2 separate regions of the Sus scrofa genome follow, and region 2 is linked to region 1. Evidence: chromatin contacts called from public promoter capture Hi-C data. All regions are on one chromosome and are shown on one strand. The core of a region is the stretch at or near the end of the contact, and the rest is flanking DNA. Distances in the headings are between cores, read along the strand shown. Region 1 overlaps RAB8B (ras-related protein Rab-8B). Region 2 holds the start of RPS27L (40S ribosomal protein S27-like).

The links. Promoter capture Hi-C pulls out the DNA fragments that hold promoters and counts their contacts.
Region 2: a promoter capture Hi-C map of liver shows a contact between it and region 1, with 2.6 times the contacts expected there. The contact joins the promoter of RPS27L here to the enhancer-like site in region 1. A contact is called at or near these places in 1 of 5 promoter capture datasets (liver), 3 of 47 Hi-C or Micro-C datasets (adipocytes, blood and liver) and 2 of 2 datasets of contacts at active chromatin or transcription factors (alveolar macrophages and skeletal muscle).

What each region holds. Positions count from the first base shown.
Region 1 is chr1:108,812,740-108,817,953 of Sscrofa11.1, reverse strand. All of the region lies in intron 1 of RAB8B (ras-related protein Rab-8B), which reads left to right. Among named protein-coding and RNA genes, the nearest start is that of RAB8B, 25 kb to the left of the region's middle. Within about 2 kb of position 2,758, at least 5 of the 83 cell types and tissues checked have an H3K27ac peak or open chromatin away from gene starts, as enhancers often do. A contact at or near this core is called in liver, where this site is marked.
Region 2 is chr1:108,878,734-108,883,947 of Sscrofa11.1, reverse strand. It overlaps RPS27L (40S ribosomal protein S27-like), which reads right to left and starts at 2,618. Exons shown (of 4, transcript XM_003480338.3): 1 at 2,291-2,618; 2 at 1,299-1,407; 3 at 1-21. The coding sequence starts at 2,296.

The DNA.
Region 1 (5,214 bases), core at 1,509-4,008:
AGGCTAAATACCTCCTAGGGACTATTTCACTTACCCTAAACAGATAGATCTATATGGAGGCAGAGGTTAGGTTAGAGGAAAAATCATAATATGACTTAGGTCAGTGGATTGGTGCTTGGTAAATCTTTGTCCTCCAAATAGTGTCAAATGCCCAGAAAAACCACTGTACTGTCAAAATAATTTTTTGTTCATTTAGTCACTCATACTTAAAACTGTAACGTGTGCCTCTTTTCAATTCAGTAGGCTATGCATTTATGACTACAGACAAAGCAGCTTCCACTTAAAAAATGATGATAAAAGCTGAATTTGCAATATGGACACTTAAAAAACCAAAAAACCCCGAGAAAACCAGTCTTCCTCTGGTTAAGGGGAATTCTTACATAAGTTCTCTTTCCAACTGCTTTTGTTAATGAGTATCGAAACTTAAAATGAGTAAAATGTCTTCTAAATAAATTTCTCCATTTTCCATTTATCCCTGTCTCTTGTATCTGCTCTCAAGAACAAAGCAAAAGTGGCCTCCTTCTCTAGAACCACCAACTTTGTATAATATAGAAATTTCCAGGGCTTCAAAATTCAAATTGGTCATTTCTTTCAAGGCATTACAGTGTGGGAGGTACAGTGTCTGTTTAGTGTAGTCATCCGAGAGCTTAATTTCAGTTTGGAGAAGAATGCTGCAGTGGTGTTGAATTCCTTGGAAGTGGGTGGGCTCAGTTTCTAACACTTTCCAAGGCTTGTGCGTTTGACAGAGGATGTGACCAGGGTGGGGAATCTTCTGCCTCCAATTTCAGCAACAGTTCATTTCTCTTTTTTGATGTAACCATCGAGATTGAGTTTCTGCTTTTGAGAGGTCACGTTTCCATTTTCTTAACTTTTGACTTAAAAACTGCATATAATCATTTTTTTCCCTAAAGAAAAAAAAATGTTTTCTATGGTATACATATATAGTATTTATTTTTCTTGTTTACTAAGATCTTGAAAATTGAAGAGGATCTCTAGAGCTCTCATGTCCTCATACCTTCTACTGCATAGACTCAGGTGTCTGCAGTCTCTGCAGGATTCTGAGCTGCTTCCCCATGCTGAACGGGGCAGACACCTGCTGTTCCTGTTTATGACCAAATATACCATGTTGGTCCCAAACCACCAGCTGGGGCGTAGGTACTCTGGAAGTTGGAGCCTTCTATGGCACAGCCTCAGAAGCAGGCATCAAACAACCCACTTTATCATCCCAGTGTTTCCAAATAAAGCAGTGGAAAGAGCACTGAGTTTGGAGCCTCCTTGATGTTACAGAACAGTCTATCAGCTGGTCATATTTTAATTTTTTATGAGCACTTCTAGTTATCTCAAACATAGTTTCTTTCTCACTGTAAACTCAGAATTGGAAAATGTCCCTAGAGTTAGATAGAGAAAAGTTGTATAAAGCAGTTCATCACATGTTAGAAGAAATTCTGTGCATTTAAAAGGTATCCTCCAGGAGTTCCCTGGTGGCCTAGCAGGTTAAGGATCTGGCATTGTCACTGCCGTGGCTTGGGTCACTGCTATGGTGTGGGTTTGATCTCTGGCTCCAGAACTTCCTTCTGCATGCTGCAGGCATGGCCAAAAGAAAAAAAATGTCCTCCAAATTGCCAAGAAATGCATTTGACCACTGATGATACTCCAAGTATCCCAAATTTTTTTGGTTCTTCCTGCCCTTCCCGTGGAACCATAAGCATGTTCCCAGGACCCTTCCTCTCTCATACCCATACCTCTTCCACTCTCTGATTGAGACTTCTGCCTTCCTCCTTATGGACCTCAGTTTTCTCTTGTGTAAGATGGCAATAACAGCTCCCATGCAAGCTTGTTATGAGAGTAGTGATAAGGTATAGTAAGTACCTAGCACAGTGCCTGGCCCTAAGTGGGCTCTTGAGAAATAAGAGCTATTTTTATTAACGATAGCCTATTCCGTTATAGCTGTCAGCATCATTATCTGTTGAAGGAAGAGGGGTCTCAGGAGAGGATCTTGAGGGATATTATTTAATAATGATTCCATTATGCAAGGTTATCTACTCTGATGCTCATTTTGTTTGGCTACATTTTGTTCTTTGATGCGATCTGTGCTATAGCCATTCTGGATTGATTTAAACTGGAGTCCTTGATTTTGCAGGCAATTATTCCCTCATTTTAAAAGGTATAGTTTATTTCAGTCTTTTGAAATAAGGTAAATTACCAAGCCCTGTTGAACTCTTCTGCCCTTTTGGGATGGGACTTTTTATCTTTTGCTTCTTGGCCTTAGGCCAGTGAATCAAAGCATCTCCGGTGATTAAGGAAGCAAAACCTCTGGCAGTGTCTTGCTCAAAAAATTGGGCATGTTACCTAGACGTATGTCCATTATTGGAATTCTCCTTTGTCTTCTTTAAGTCTTGGCCTCTCTGTTCCTTTCTGTTACTTTACCCATAACACAGAAATACATACATATGTTTTTTTTTGGCCATGCCCGTGACACGTGGAAGTTCCCAGGCCAGGGATCAAACCTGTGCAACAGCAGCAACCGAGTCACTGCCTTGTTAATGCCAGATTCTTAACTTGCTGGGCCACACAGAAATTCCTAGTGGCTTCTTAAATTTAACAAATATTTTTATGCTTAACTACATGCATGGCCCTGGAGCTGTGTCTTTTTTTTTTTTCCTCTTCTCATTAAAAAGTGAAGCTGGAGTGGCCTTATCAGCAATGGATTTTTTTTTTTAAAGAAAGAAATAGCATGTGACCTTTGGTTGACTTCCAGAATGTTCTTTAGGCCAGTGTTTTTCAGTGTGGGTTGCAACCCATTATTGGGTCATGGAGTCCATTTAGTGTGTCCAGACCCACTTTTTTTTTTTTTTTTTTAATGGAGGGGAAGAGAATAGACCAGAACATAAGAATAGAAAAGAAAGTACAGGGTCCATTGCATACAAGAATAACCAGGGGTAAGGGTCAAGTGCCACTTTATGAAACTTTTGTTTCAGTTATATAAGTATGTGTAGGTATGTATGTACTCTGATATAAACGTATTTCTAAACTGCAGGTCAGAACAGCTAGAAAGCCACTAACTGCTGTGACTGCATTTGCCACTGAAGACTTTTAAAAAAGTTTTCGAAGCCAGTTCTATGGAGGCTCTATTTAATTGGATAAATGCTTTTTTTTTTTTTAAACTAATGCCTTTATTTTTATTTATTTATTTATTTTTTGGTCTTTTTGCCATTTGGGCCGCTCCCGTGGCATATGGAGGTTCCCAGGCTAGGGGTCAAATCGGAGCTGTAGCCACCAGCCTACGCCAGAGCCACAGCAACGCGGGATCCAAGCCGCGTCTGCGACCTACACCACAGCTCACGGCAACGCTGGATCGTTAACCCACTGAGCAAGGGCAGGGATCGAACCCGCAACCTCATGGTTCCTAGTCGGATTCATTAACCACTTTGCCACGACGGGAACTCCTCCTTTTTCTTTTTTTTTTTTTGGTGAAAGAAAACTGGGCCTTTTAACTGTCAAGCATTTATTGATGGTGGGCTTCCACTGCTGGTTTGACTTGCTGTGTTTCTCTTAGGCCCTTTTGAATACTAAGTGCATTGTCTCTCTCCTTTTTTGGGTTTTCTGCTTTCTGTCTCTCTGAGTGAACTCTGGAGGCCATTCTAGTTGTTGGCGCAGGGGCAGAAGTTCCCACACAGCAGCAACATCTGCAACATCTGGTTTTGTGGTTGTTGCCAAAGTTTTAAGAAAATTATGGTTTCTGAAGAAAGTAAAACTCCCTAAGCAACATGAAATGTCCAGTTCTCACTGCCGCCCCCTCCCACCAGGTGGTCTATTGGCCCTTGTAATATAGCAGATTGGTATTTATCTAATTGTGTGTAGACTTTTAAGAATCACCTAGACGCCCAAGCCTATCTAAATTAACAGGTGGGAATTCCCGTCGTGGCGCAGTGGTTAACGAATCCAACTAGGAACCATGAGGTTTCGGGTTCAGTCCCTGCGCTTGCTCGGTGGGTTAATGATCCGGTGTTGCCGTGAGCTGTGGTGTAGGTTGCAGACGCGGCTCGGATCCCGCGTTGCTGTGGCTCTGGCGCAGGCCGGAGACTACAGCTCTGATTCGACCCCTAGCCTGGGAACCTCCATATGCCGCGGGAGCGGCCCAAGAAATAGCAAAAAAGACAAAAAAATAAATAAATTAATTAATTAACAGGTGATTTTTAAAGACTGCAATTGAGACAATGGTTACAGAACCTTTCATTCAATTCCATTTCTCTGGAAGAGACTGCCTTGCTCTTTTCTTTCTTCCTTCCTTTCTTTTCTCCTAAAGTTATCCAAATATGTAACTTAATTTGTTAGTCATTAAGCAGCATTCCAGTAGGATTAGTTTGGAGATATGCAAACCTGATTGTATTCAGAAGTGATTAATCAATGTCAAAAGGCATTTATTGAGTGCCCGTGATGTGCTTGGCAAACAGGAGGGAAGGTTACGAAAAGAATAGCTTGTGAAAGACTAAGCTTAACTTTCACTCAACCCTTTAACCATGTATTGAGCACCTGCTCAGTTGGCTGCATAATGTGCCAGCTTTTTTGCCTAAATCTAAACAGGAAGGCAAAACTTATATGAAACAATAAGAATAATTAAATGCCACCACTAATGATACTTAACTTTATTCTGAATTTGGTAGGAATTTAGGGTAGATAGTGAGCAGATTGGCTGAGATATCTAGTGGACAGAGGAGGTGAAGTTACTAAGTCACTGTCAGGATTCCAGTGGGATGGAGGGAGAAAGTTCTAGACAGTGGAGGAATCCTGGAGAATGCTTAGAGAAGGGGGAATATCAGGGTGGAGCATGAAGGAGGCATTTCTGAGGGTGTGTGCTAAGACATTGTGAACCATAGGGTTGGATACGTTGGTGGAGGCCTAGCATTTTAAAGGGGATAATTGTAGAGATTCATAAACTGAAAAGGCACTCCCCATCTTGTGGGTGCTTTTAGTCTACTATGGGAGAAGGGATTATAAATAACTAACCAGGATGTCCTGTGGATGCTGTGATGGAAGCTGGTACCGAGATGGAAGTAGTATAAGCAAAAAACTTGGAGCCACCACGGCTGTGGTCACTTTTGAGCTATATTGTTACTGCTCTGGCTTCGGGTTTGGCCGTATCACTGACTCAATGACACACTTCCTTTTTGGAAGCCTGGCTCCTGGCTTGCCAGCATGTGACACACTCAGTTC
Region 2 (5,214 bases), core at 1,369-3,868, 66 kb before region 1:
CCGTGGTAATTTTGTAGCAACCTAAAAAAAAGGCAGTGTTAAAAATGAAAAGCAGAAGGAAATCCCAGCACCTGTTCAACACATTTCTACTAAAGACCTTGTAGTAGGTTAGGAACTTTAAAAGATTAGGAACTTCAGTGCCGTGCAGTAGCAAGTCATACATGCAGCTTAAACTTTTCTACTAGTAGCTACATTAAAAAGGTTTTGGAGTAGCCAAGATTTTGGAGTTCTGTTGTGGTCAATGGGTTAAGTGTTGGGCATATCACTGCAGCAGCATGGGTTGGGTCTATGGCACAGGTTTGATCCTTGGCCGGGGTACTTCCACATGCTGTGGGTGTGGCCCAAAAAAATTTATCTTTTTTTTTTTTAAGGTAAAAATAATATATTCTATTGAACTCAACACTTCAAAAAGATTATCATTTCAACATGTAAATCAAAGCTTTTTATCCCCATTCTACATCTTCAAAATCTGGTATATATTTTATACGTGAAGATACAGCATGGTGGAGCTTCCTGTTGTTAGCTCAGTGGTAACAAACCCAACTAGGAGCCAAGGACTGGAGTTTGATCCCTGGCCTTGCTCAGTAGGTTAGGGATCTGCTCAGTAGGTCAGGGATCCAGTGTTTTGCTGTGAGCTGTGGTGTAGGCCAAAGATGAGGCTTGAATCCTGCATTGCTGTGGCTGTGGTATGGGCCAGCAACTGCTGCTCTGATTCAACCCCTAGCATGGGAACCTCCATATGACACAGGTGCAGCCTTAAAAAAAAATTTTTTTTTTAAAATACAGCATGATAGTGGCTATAGTTAATAATACTGTATTGAATGTATTGAATATGTGAAAATTGCTAAGAGTATATCTTAAAAGTTCTTATAAGAAAAAAATTTTTATAATCATGGTGACAGATATTAACTAAACATTGTGATGATCATTTCCCAATACATACGAATAAAGAATCATGAAGTGTTTACACCTGAATAATGGCCATGCTGTTGAGCCCCACAGCTTTATACTGAAGAATCAATATACTTGTCACTGCATATTGAAAAAGAAAACTCATCATCTGAACAGCTTAAAGATTTAATAAGTTAAACATCATGTCCGCTTTGGAGTCCCATGTTCTGACACCCCTCCCCCAAATGTTTCCACAGTGGTTTATTATGGAAATAACCCTTATGACACTCCAATTATTTAATCCCACTTCTATGCAACCCAGGGTCCTATATCTAAACACTACACAACACACTAAATAATCCTTACAGAAATTTTCCTTTAAAAAGTATTAAGGTTTGAAATTTTACCTGGACATTTTACATCCATAAAGTAAGAATTTGGACTCTGAACCAGACGTTTCTTTTTATGTTTTTTCTTCTCCTCTTCCAAGGAAGGATGCAGTAAATCTCTAGCCAACTGAATAAAAAAGCATATTATTACTACTAGAATGAAACCACAACTCTGGCAGATTTAATCATGGGCGAGATATACATGCAAAAATAGAATAACAGTCATACTCAGAAGAGGCGCGCGCTCTCTCTCTCTACATATATATATATATATATATATATAAAATTGTTTAAAGGCTGTTAACTTTCACTAATACTTTTTATAATGCTTGTGTTCTCCAAGTCCCATAAAGGGGCTTTACGACGATCGGGAAACATATGGTAAGGTCAGAGCCGTTCTTCTTCACTTTAACAACAGTCTCCAGTGAAAATAAAACTCGGGTGTTAAGTAAGAACGTGATCCCTGAACCCGCCGAGAGTAGAAATCGCCGAGGTAGATCCGATAGTGCCAACATCGAGATGATTTCTGCCCCCAGGGTTCAACATCTGATCTGACAAGAACTCTTAAGTGCCTGACGCATGACTGTCCTAGATAGAGTTAATGTGTATGGCAACAGCGAAGACAGTTTTTAAAAAGGAAACAAGTAGGAAATTTCTACGGAAAAGGCAGAGGAGGCAAGAACCACGAAGCGAAAGGAGAGCAAGAAGCCTCGCGGGTGCGCACCGGAACCCAAGAGAGCAGAGTTAAGTTACTCGGGAGCTGTCCCCTCCCAGCCACCGACTCCAGACCGTGCGCTCCACGCCCAAGCAGGGCCCGACACGCCGCGCCGCCCGGACAAGTCCCAACAAGTCCGCCACGCGCGAAAAGAGCCGCTTGATCGGCGCTGCCGAGCCGCGATCGGCAGGGAACCCCGGGGGCCCGCGGAGACATCGAGCTAGCCCACCCCAGGGACCCCTCGGCCGATGGAGACGGCCAAAACCAAAGCGAAGCCTGAAAGTAAACAACTCACAGGCATGTTGATCCTTTTGCAAAGCACAGCCCTTCCAGACAGCTATGCTATACCCTCGGCGAGCCGCACGCGACCTGGAGCGCGGCGTCAACTTCCGGGATAGAGGAGGCTGGGAGGAGCGGCGGGCGCGTCCACTCTAGGCTCTCCTCTCGGTGGTGGGAGCGGGCTCCGGCCGCGATCCCCGCGACCCGTCTAGGGGAGGTGCGGAGGGGCACGCCCATCCGAGCTCCCAAAGCCCGAGATCCTAGCGCGTCCCTAGGCTAGGGCCGCGGCCCTCAAAGCTTCACACCGGGCCGGTGGTGCCAGGGGCCAGGCTCAACTGGTGTATGGCGGGTAGGGAGCCACGTTGGGCCTCTGGAGCGCAGGCAACCACTGCAGAGCGGACCTGGCTGGGCACGCTGAGTGGCTGGTCCGAGAACCCCACGCCAAGCCCTCCACTCTCCTGCCGCTCTGCGGGCGGGCACGTGGGAGATGCCTATGTTCTGTTCGTGTGTGTATTAAAAACTGTGATTAATTAAAACCATTAAAATGTGCCAGTGAGATTATAAAAGACTCGTATACTTGCTCATCTGGCTTCCAAGGTACCGGTTGTTAAATTCTTTGCGGGATGCTGCTGTGCCTTGGGTTTGCCTGGCCCTGAAAACGGTTTTAACGAGCACCGATTCGCTGCCGGGCTTTGTTCTCCTTTCTATACTGGGGATCACACTTTGCAGAGCGAACAGCTCAGGCTGAAAAAACGGTTGAGTGTCACCGATAGCCAGACTTGAAATGTTTTTGCTGAGGAGGACAGTCCTGTGGATTGGGTGTGAGCGAGTCTGATCAAAAGCTTAGAAAACAGGGAGGCGCTTGACCAGAAAAGTGTCCAAAATAGACATTCTCGATCAGCTTTTATTTCTCTTCGAAAAAATAATCCATGTGTAATACACATTTAGGAAAGTGAAGAAAAAGAGAAGAAATTTAAACTCACCGTTGAGAAGTAAACATTTTAATATTTTGACCTATAGCCTTCCAAACATTTTTTTAGTCAGTTGCATATATGTTTGGGGTTTGGTTTTACGTAATTCATATCTCTTGCGCATATTCTTTTATAGACTTGCCCCCCATTACTGTATAATGAACATCACTCCGGCACTCTATATTATCCTACATTATGACTTCTAATGGGCACATAGCATTCATCCTGTGAATAATCCTCTTTTCATCCATACGCTAAATTGGACACTAGGGCTGGGGTTTTTTTTATACTATTGAAAATATTAGTTAATATATTTTCAGACAGATAAGTACATGGATTAATACAATTGCATATGCAGAATCATAGCCTCCAAAGATAATGTTTTCATCCCTAGAATGTGTGGTTATATGGCAAGTGTAATTAAGATTGCTTGGAGTTCCCATTGTGGCTCAGTGATTAACGAATCTGACTAGGAACCATGAGGTTGCAGGTTTGATCCCTGGCCTTGCTCAGTGGGTTAAGGATCTGGCGTTGTGGTGAGCTGCAGTGTAGGTTGCAGATGCGGCTCTGATCCCTCCTTGCTGTGGCTAAAGCTCCGATTAGACTCCTAACCTGGGAACCTCCATGTGCCGTGGGAGCGGCCCAAGAAATGGCAAAAAGACAATAAAATAAAAAAGCCACTAACTTTATGGCAATTTGTTATAGTGAAAATAGAAAACGAATACAATAATGAAGATCCCTCAACCCACCAACCAGCTCTGTCAAATCTTAACACATAGTACTCCATTTGCCAATTTTTCACTATTGAAATAGCACTCTAAGAAGCATTTTTGTGGCTGAGTCTTGTCCATCTTGATTATTTCCTTAGGATAAATTCCTAAAGGAGGAACTACTGAATCAAAAGTTCAGCACATTTTAAGGTTTATAATATAAACTGCCAAATTACTTTTACTCTCCAGAAAGTCAAACCAATTTACGATCCAGATATAAATGCTTGAGAATGCCCCTTTCTTTGCATCCTTGACATTATTGGATATTATGTTTTTTCCCTATCTCAGTCAATCCAAAAGAAAGAAATGGTATTTTTATCAGAATACCATGTATTATGGAATAGTAAATGAAATTTTGCTGTTAAGTCATCCATGAAAATTGAGAGCAGTTTTTTGCAAATGTCTGGATTTGTCATTATTTTCCCCTAAATGGAGGGACTATGTTGTGTTGTCAGCTCACTTGTGTGCCAAATGAAGACATTTTAGAGGTGTGTGCACATTCTCTTCTTTGCAAACTTACCTTACACTATCATCACCAATTGAAAAAAAAAACAAAAAAACCTGAAACAAACAGGTATGAAAGACTACTCTCAGGCTTTTCTTAACATCAAAAACATTTAATTTTTTGTAGACACTCACTAGGCTGTCTTCTTATTTTCCCATAGATAACAAAAAGAAGCAAAAACTTCACCATATCCTAGAGTTTGGGAACTAATCTGGAAAGTCTCTGAACACTTGCAGGGATAAGACAGAGTAGTAAAGGAAATTCAAAATCTCCTTGTGGCACAGTGGGCTAAGTATCTGACATTGTACTGCAGAGGCTTGTCCGATTCCTGGCCTGGGAACTTCCACGTGCTGCAAGCAAGGCCAAATAAATAAAGGAAATTAATTTCCCTGTAAGCTCAATCTCTTCTTTCTATCCAAGATCTCAGCTCTTTGCGCATAACTTCTATCCTTTTACCCTCCATTTTTCATTGTAGTAAAATACACATAAAATTAACCACGTTAAAAATTTTGTCAGAGCTCCCATCATGGCTCAGTGGAAACGAACCCGACTAGCATCCATGAGGATGCAGATTTGATCCCTGGCCTTGCTCAGTGGGTTGAGGATCCAATGTTGCCTCAAGCTGTGGTGTAGTTTGCAGGTGTGGCTTGGATCTGGCGTTGCTGTGGCTGTGGTGTAGGCCAGCAGCTATAGC